3 separate regions of the Sus scrofa genome follow, and all the other regions are linked to region 2. The links are chromatin contacts, called in public HiChIP or PLAC-seq and promoter capture Hi-C maps. All regions are on one chromosome and are shown on one strand. Each heading gives the region's core, a stretch centred on a gene start, on an enhancer-like site or on the middle of the called end of the contact. The rest is flanking DNA. Distances are from core to core; before and after follow the strand shown. Region 1 holds the start of ITM2B (integral membrane protein 2B). Region 2 holds the start of ESD (esterase D). Region 3 holds the start of SUCLA2 (succinate--CoA ligase [ADP-forming] subunit beta, mitochondrial).

Evidence for each region. Promoter capture Hi-C pulls out the DNA fragments that hold promoters and counts their contacts. HiChIP or PLAC-seq counts read pairs in DNA pulled down with a chosen protein or histone mark.
Region 1: a promoter capture Hi-C map of liver shows a contact between it and region 2, with 2.7 times the contacts expected there. The contact joins the promoter of ITM2B here to the promoter of ESD in region 2. A contact is called at or near these places in 1 of 5 promoter capture datasets (liver) and 1 of 47 Hi-C or Micro-C datasets (heart right ventricle).
Region 3: a contact with region 2 is called in an H3K27ac HiChIP or PLAC-seq map of alveolar macrophages. The contact joins the promoter of SUCLA2 here to the promoter of ESD in region 2. A contact is called at or near these places in 1 of 5 promoter capture datasets (liver) and 1 of 2 datasets of contacts at active chromatin or transcription factors (alveolar macrophages).

Annotation. Positions count from the first base shown.
Region 1 is chr11:19,376,387-19,379,086 of Sscrofa11.1, reverse strand. ITM2B (integral membrane protein 2B) reads left to right here and starts at 1,388. Exons shown (of 6, transcript NM_001042375.1): 1 at 1,388-1,504. The coding sequence starts at 1,388.
Region 2 is chr11:20,651,028-20,653,727 of Sscrofa11.1, reverse strand. ESD (esterase D) reads right to left here and starts at 1,424. Exons shown (of 9, transcript NM_214060.1): 1 at 1,358-1,424.
Region 3 is chr11:19,615,010-19,617,800 of Sscrofa11.1, reverse strand. SUCLA2 (succinate--CoA ligase [ADP-forming] subunit beta, mitochondrial) reads right to left here and starts at 1,386. Exons shown (of 11, transcript XM_021065584.1): 1 at 1,207-1,386. The coding sequence starts at 1,296. LOC106504670 (a long non-coding RNA gene) reads left to right here and starts at 1,450. Exons shown (of 3, transcript XR_001298332.2): 1 at 1,450-1,840; 2 at 2,456-2,584.

The sequences.
Region 1 (2,700 bases), core at 139-2,638, 1.3 Mb after region 2:
TTGGAATGCCTACCGCAGACTCAAGGTTTGGGCTGGGTTACTATGATCTGAGATTCTGGGAACTTGGAATGTTTTGCAGGGAATGGTGATCTGATTCTATGCAGAGACTAAGAGACCTAACCCCCTCCTTGAGCAGAGCCAAATCCCCCAGAACCTCAGACTCAGTCTACTTTTTTCATGGTTGACTCAGGGAAGAGCTGACGCAGCTGAAACATTCTAGGGTACACCCACATCCAGGGTTGAACCAGGACAGAGGCGGGTGGAAAAAGGGTACAAGATCAACCATTTATCCAAAGAGCCATCTGTTGACACAGTCATTAACCCAGTAACAGTGCGAGCCAGAATCCTCTCTCCAATTAGTTGCAAACGAAATCTCTTCCAAACATAACTCTGCATTATCCATAAGATTTTTTAAATTTTGCAGAAAGCTACAAAAGACTCATCATCAAATATGAATCACAAATCAGCCTTGTGTGCATGTGGGTTTTGTCCAAGTCGACACAAGTAGGGAACATTTTGTTTCCGAAATCTGAGATGTATGAAACACAAATCTGCCAAGAGTCTTCCTCCGAACTGCTCTGGGACTAGGCAGGGCAGCCACTGACCTTGCGAGGGCGGGGGGCGAGGGGTGAGGGGCGGGGGTGAGGTGGGGTGGAGGGTGGAGAAGAAAAGGCAAGTCTGAGTAGAGTAACGCCCTTGGGTGAGGTCCGGGAAGATAAAGTAGTCAGATCACTTGGATAGAGCGAATTCAACATTTCTTTGCTCCACTGAGCCGGTTCCATAATAAAGTGAGAAAATGGAGGTGTAAACGCCCCCAAATTCCACGGCCTTTCGATTCCTGGTTGACACCAGGCAGGGAATGGTGGGCTGCTGCTGCCAGAGGTTAATCCATTGTCCGCGGCGCACCCAGGAAAGTTCACCTGCTTTTGCTCCAAAGCTGCAACCTTGTGCTCAGTGGCAAACTGATTGGAAACGAATTCAGAACTGCAAAACTCACGCCCGCACGCAGAAGGACCCCTTCCTTCCCAGCCGGATCCCTCCTTCCACCCAGGGTCAGACTCCCCAACACATCTGCACGTCGGGTCGGCCTGCTCGACCCCGCCCGGCCCGCCTCCGACCCCGCCCCCTGTGCCCCCCTCCCGGTTTGCCCGCCTCTGGCCCCGCCTTCGGGGGAGGGGGGCCGAGCGAGCCGTCGCCGCCCTCGCCTGGGAGCTGCGAGGCTTCAGTAACCCTGCAGCAGTAGCCACCTCTGTCGCTGCGGAGCTGCTTGTCTCCGGTTGCTGCTGAGCCGCGTTCGGAGCCCTGCCGAGGAGGCTGCAGCCGTAGCAGGAGCCCGCAGCCCGCGCCCGAGCCCGCAGCCGCCGCCGAGGGCGCCCCAGGCCGCGCCATGGTGAAGGTGACGTTCAACTCGGCTCTGGCCCAGAAGGAGGCCAAGAAGGACGAGCCCAAGAGCGGAGAGGAGGCGCTCATCATCCCCCCCGACACCGTCGCGGTGGACTGCAAGGTCCGAGGGCCAGGGCTCGGGGGAGAGGGCGCTGGGCCCGCGGGGAGAGCTGGTGGGGCCGGGGCGGCTCTGCGCCCGAGGAGGCGCGGGACAGGCTCCCCGAGAGGGCCGACCTCTCCTTTTTCGCAGGCTGCTCCCCTTTCTTGTCCGGCGCAGCTTCTTTGTGAGAAAGTGCGTGTGCAGAAAGCGGAGCCGGGAGCGGGGGCTTGGGGGAGGCCTGGAGCGAGGAGGCCCGTTGGAGAACTGTGCCGAGTGCACGGTCGTTGGTGCAGTCGGGGAATGTGCGTGGGGCCGGGACTGGGTTCGGTGGACCTGGAGCCCAGCGACGACATGCAAAACAACAAAAACAACAACAGAGTTTGGCACTTCCTCCCAGTATAAATAATGTGTCTAAAATGGCTGACATCATAACAAGCCTAAACCTCTCTTGCTTCTTACTTTCGTTTCCAGGCTAAACAGCCCTTGGACTAAGTCTGGCTCCTGTAAGCCTCTTAATTTTAAAAGCCTTTTCTTCTTCACCTTCTCATTTCCCACGGCCTTTCGGTACTGGCAGACGAAGTTCACGGTGGGGTCCGGAGACGGGGCAAGGGAGCGGGTGAGGGGAGAAAGCAAGGTGACGGTCTGCTCAGTTGGTTCTGGCTGTTAATTTATAATTAAAGCACATATGCCCGGTGAAGATCAGTAATTACCATGTGGATGTTAGTGCAAAACCGACAATTAATTTTAAATTATATCAGTATCTTTACGAGAACCCCTTACGCTAAGTGAAACTAAACGTTAAGAAACTTGTCCTATGTCCCTTTTTAAATGGTCCTTAATTTTAGAAAAATCTCTCTTTTAGCCCTAAGCAAAAATGACGAAAGGAACCGTAATTGTGCTAAGTTTTAGTGCTTACAATATCATTTGAGACATGATGGTAATTGTCGCAGAAGTTAAATAGGAAAGCCTCACAGCCTCTTTCTACCAGATCTTTTAGGCTGCTAAAATTTAATCCTAGAGAAATTAATTGTAGAAGTTATTTAGGTTGCATCGTTTATTTCTGAATTTTTCGTTAGCATTTTTCCAGACCTGTTATAAGTAGGGTGTTTTAACTAAGTTAAAACTGAGTTTTACCTTTAAAAAAATAGTTTGTGCAGGTATGAGTAATAAGCATTTTTTATATGGTCTGATGAAAATTACTGCTATTCAAAGGAAAA
Region 2 (2,700 bases), core at 175-2,674:
CATATGCCTCGGGAGCGGCCCAAAGAAATAGCAAAAAGACAAAAAAAAAAAAAAAAAAAGTAAATAAATAAAAGTGAAACTATACATTGACAAAAAGATAAGGATGAATAAGGCTCCATATATACTGGGATCACATTTTTAACTGTGTACTAAACATAATTTCTTTTCCTTCACAAAAATTCACATGGCTTGCCCATAGATGAATTTTTAATCCACCCTAGGGAAAAACCCACAGCATCCATGAGCTCTAAACACCTCACCCTGGCTCTTAAAATTGTCTTCAACGGTCCCAGACTATTTTTCTGGCCTTGTTTTCTATTACTTTAATTTAGTCGAACTCAATTATGTACATAATTCTAGGATAGCCTGGATGTTTCTACTGGGTGCCATGGTATAACGGTTTGGGACCAGGTAGGTTGTGGAGCCAAACCCTTCAGGTTCAGATTCTGGCTTCACCAGGTACTACTAAGTCGTAGTACTTGGTAGTGGTAGTGATTTTGGGCAAACTACCTCATAGCTCTTTTTTTTTTTTTTTTTTTTTTTTTTTTTTTTTTTTTTTATGGCCACACTCTCAGCATATGTAAGTTCCCAGGCCAGCGACTGAACCCCAGTAGCAGATGAGGCAAGAGGGATCCTTTAACCCACTGCCACAGCAGGAACTCCTATGCCTCATTTCCCCATCTGCAAAATGGGCCTATTAATATGATCTACCTGATAGGGCTGTTCCTGGGACTAGGTAAGTTAATTCACATACTTGGAACACTGCCGGCCATGATACACAAATGTTAGTTATCATTATTCCCGCAACATCGAATGCCCTCCAAGTTCTGCTCAAGTGCTATCTCCCTGGCGACCCCGTGAGACATGACCTCCAGATCCCTACACAACTCTGACAGCGCATTTACAACACGATCAGGCTTCGAAAGTGCTTGCAAGCGTCCGGAGATGCGCACGGGCTTCCTGACCCAGGCGCCCATGGGGCCTCCGAACATTTTGGGTCTGCTTCCTCCACGAGCGGGGGACACATCCACTTCCCGCAGGAAAAGCTACAGAGGCGTAGCGGGCTCTAGAGACACCCGCACCTGCTCCGCAAAGATCGCACGCCCGAATGCCCCGGGGTACACATGCTTGGAAGCGCAGAGAGGAAAAGGTCCAGTGCCCCTCCCTCGGCTTCCTGCCAAGGCTTGGTCGTTCTCCCGGACAGAGGCCGCGCGGTCTTCGCATTTGCGCCCATGCGACTCGCCGCAGGCCTCAGCGTCCTCCCCTATCCGGCCCCACAGCCCCACAGTGTCATCCGTGCAGCAGGAGACCCTGGCCGGCCCAGGACGTACGGACCTCGGCCCAGCCCCAGTCTTACCTACGGCAGCAGCCGGAGGCCGAGCAGTAGCCGTCAGGGAAAGGCGGAGCTTCAACATGGCCGCTGTGCCACCGCCTCGGTCCCACCCCCTCTAGGGCCCGCCCCTCGGTCCCAACCACCGGACCCGCCCATCTCGGGCCCGCCCACTAGGGTCCCTACTCCTCAGCCCCGCCCCTCATCGACCCCGCCCCGAAGGCTCCGCCCAGAAGACCCCGCCCCCAGCGCCCGCCTCCCTGACCTCACATTTCCCGGGAGAACTCTCTGCGGCTCCACTTCCTGTGACGGATCCGAAGTCAAGCACCCGCCAGGCGCTATGGTCCCGACCCTTCTCAGGGGACGCTTAGTAAGGCTGAGGCTTGAATAAACACGAGATCTGGCCCCATTTAACTCGTGGAAAATGTTTCCGCCTAATCCTTTGAGGTTATTTAGAAACCGGGACATAATTTCAGTTCCCCTATTTGGTAGCTGGGGTTAAACAAAAGCCATTGAAAAAAATCACCTGTGCTAGAAAAGTAGTAGGTGCTTCACCGGTGTCCTTTTTTCTTCCTTCTCTCAGTGTTAGAAGAATTGAGTAATATAGTTGCTGGTTGCTGACTTAACAACAAATAGTTCCTTGACCTTTTGCTTCCTTGGCTTGCCTTAACCAAATTGATTGTGATGTACTTTGCCTGTTGAGAAAATTAAATCTGATTACAAACAAAACAAAACAAAACCCTTAAAAAAATTTAACAGCTAGGCCATCAGATTGTGAATGACATCTTCGGAAGGACAAAACTGGTTTTGTGGGCATGCAGCCCGTGCAGTAGAGCAAGATCGCCGAAGGACCCTGCCCTTAATTTCTTTCCTGTGCCACATTGTTAAGAAATTTTGAAAGGGGCCTCATATTTTCGTTTTGCACTGGACCCTGCAAATTATGTGGCATATCTTCCTGAAAGGACTGGTAAGTGAAGTGACCTCTATTGAAACTGATGTTATAGATGCTACAGAAGAGATTACATGGCGCGGGTCCATTTGGCCACAGTGACTTGTGGGTTGCACCTGTGGAGCTATATCGATTGGAATTCAGCCCAAAATTGGTACTTAAAATACTATTTTCATTTTGAGAAAGCATTGAAATGAAAAATGTTTTATTTTCTACCATTTTAAAAATATAAATCACCGAAAAGGGAATTTTCTTCAAACTGAGTTTCACAACTAAAACAGTACCCAAGGAGTTCCCGTCGTGGCGCAGTGGTTAACGAATCTGACTAGGAACCATGAGGTTGCGGGTTCGGTCCCTGCCCTTGCTCAGTGGGTTAACGATCTGGCGTTGCCGTGAGCTGTGGTGTAGGTTGCAGACGCGG
Region 3 (2,791 bases), core at 137-2,636, 1.0 Mb after region 2:
AAAATGCTTGGAACAGTTCCCGGCACACAGTATATGCTCCATACATTAAACTGAGCCCCTAAAACCAAGTTTCCTTAACGAATTTATGATTAATCTGTCTACCCCAATTTTTATTCCCTTTTTGTTCCCACCAATCTCTAACTGAACATTAATCAACCAGTCAGGTAACTAAAATTGCTGTCGTTGATAACATCACTAATGAACTAAACGTAATACTGCAGATGTCATCATTAAAGTACAAACTCAGGTTGTTTCTCCAGGTCAAGATGAGCTAATAGGCCCTGGAGCCACGGACCATTTGGCAAAAGAATCAGAAACAGGAGATAATCTGAGTCCCTGAAACTAGAATTTAAAAATGTCACAGAAATTACAGAAGCTGATGATTAATCCCAGCTTCTTTGTTCTTCCCCTTTAAAAACACTCCAACTCAAAGACCAAGCTGGAATAGATCTGTGACTTGTCTACCACTCCCTCGCTTGCACTCTGCAAATAAACCCTTACTTTGCTGCAAACAACCCCTTGCTCCTGTTACTACACACACACACACACACACGCACACGCACACGCACTACACACCCCACATACACCCCACCCACACTCCTAAAGCTAAAAGATTTTTCTTCCCAATTGGTAATTACCACTATTAAACAAAACAGTACACAGCTACTTGGAAGACATGAGAAACTTCCCGGCTGAGTCCCAGAAAAGACCAGTCAGCAAGCACTGCTGGTTATGTGAAGCCATTCCCATCTATGACAGCTCCTGAGGCACAAAAGTACATCTGAAGGGCATTCCCCTCCCAGCCCAAAGGCGGGCCGAAGAAGTCTCGGCGCACTGCGCCGGTCGCGGGAGCAGCAGGAGAAAGTGCTCGACCCCCGCCTCGCCACTAGCTACCCATCCTGGCTCTCCTCCGCCCCCTCGGAAACTGGACGAGCAGCCCGGGCCAGATGGCCACAGCTCTTCGCAGAATGAAGGCGGGGACAGAAAGGCGCAAACATGAGCCGGCTCGCGGTCTTGGCAGGCAGCACTCCCGGGCAAGCCTCCCGTGGGCCCGGAGTGGCATCTCTTGTCACCCAATGTCACTGACGGTGGGGTGACCCCGAGCCGGGCCCCGGATCCCTTCACACCTCGCCCACAGGTGCCAATCCCCCACGTCGCCCTTTCTCCTGCCGACCCTCGAAGCGAGAGCCGGCTCGACCGCAGTACCTGGGCGGCGGTCTGCAGTGCCGTCCGGGGTCGGTGATTCCTAAGGGTGGCGGCAGCCAACAGCCGGCTGTAGAACATGGAGGCCGCCATTTCTGAGTCTGACCCAGGCCCCCGGGCGCCGGGCGCAGGCGCAGAAGCTCGAAGCGACCAGAGACGCTGCGCCCCGGGACGCGCGCACCGCCCCTGGCCCCGCCCATGGGGCGGGGTCTCGGGTTAACTTCGCAGTGGCGGGACACCCTGGGCAGGCAAAGCAAGAATTGCTGCTGAGAAGCTGGGCTTGGCTTGCCCAGAGCAAACTTTGACCTTTGTAACCGGACACCGCAGCCTCAAGGTCCGACCTGCAGCCGCTGCTCAGCCACCGAAGTTTTCCTAGCAAAATGTAGTAGAGGGACCACCAGCGCCACCACCTGTGTGATCTTAACCTGAGCCTCAGGTGGTGCCCCCTCTGTAACTTGGGGTTCATTCAGAAAATAAGTACTGCAAGTCTGTTTTGTGCTGAACACTGCAGCTGAGCTTTGGGTTACAGCAGTGAATAAAACAGTGATTCTGCTCTCAAACAGAAGATGGACAGCCGCTAGTTACTGAGGACTGTAGCCAAGAGACAGTGTCTCAGTAGGAAAACCGCTCTGAAAAGGTACGGGAGTGTTAGTCCGTGTGCCTTATGCACAGTGAGGCCAAAATGAAAGGTTGGAGTTTGGAACAGAGAAAGGTTTATTGCAGGGCCAAGCAAGGAAAGCAGATGGCTGTAGCTGAAAAGACCCGAACTCCCAGATAGTTTTCAGGGAGTTTTTATAGGAGAAATTTGGGGTGAGGCCTGAGGGGTGGAAGGCTTTCTGCTGATTGGTTGGTGGGGTGATAGCAGGGTGCTGTTCCATGAATCATGGGCTGAGCCTGAAATTACCATACTCCACCTGGGTGGATGCCTTAGTTCCTACAGAAGAACTCAACGATGCTCTTAGGTTTATTTATTGAGGAGGAACAGGAATCCTGCTTTAGTGGCTACGCTGCAGTTAGCCACTGCAGTGCATTTCCAGTTAATGCACAGGAAAAAGTTTTTGTGCCCAGGATCTTGCCTGGTTTCAGGAGAAGCCAGGATGCAGGAAGATTTATGCTAAGAAAAAGAACATGAAAGTATTATGGCTGATCACAAAGAATAGACATCTCAAGTTAATGATTTTAGTACTTTTCTAGTTATGGGAAGATGCTGGCTTCATTGAAATTATTCCTTAGCTGCATCTTAACTCTCTAGGGCCAGTATCCAGAGAACAGAATGCTTCCTGTTTTCCATCCTGAATCCCACTCAGGGTGGACCACGGGGGAGGAAGATGTCTGAGACAGCAGTGGCCGATGATGGCTTGATCCTTTTCGAAATGAAAGGGTAGGTAACATTCTTTGTTCACTGGAAAGGCATGCAACATTCCCTGACCACATAACCAACCCAGAGGTATCAGAATCACCTGGGAAGCTTTTCTGGAGTTCTCTGGTGGCTTAGCGGATAAGGATTTGGCATTGTCACTACTGTGGCTCTGATTCCATCCTTGGCCAAGGAACTTGCCTGTGCTGTGGGCATGGCCAAAATACACAT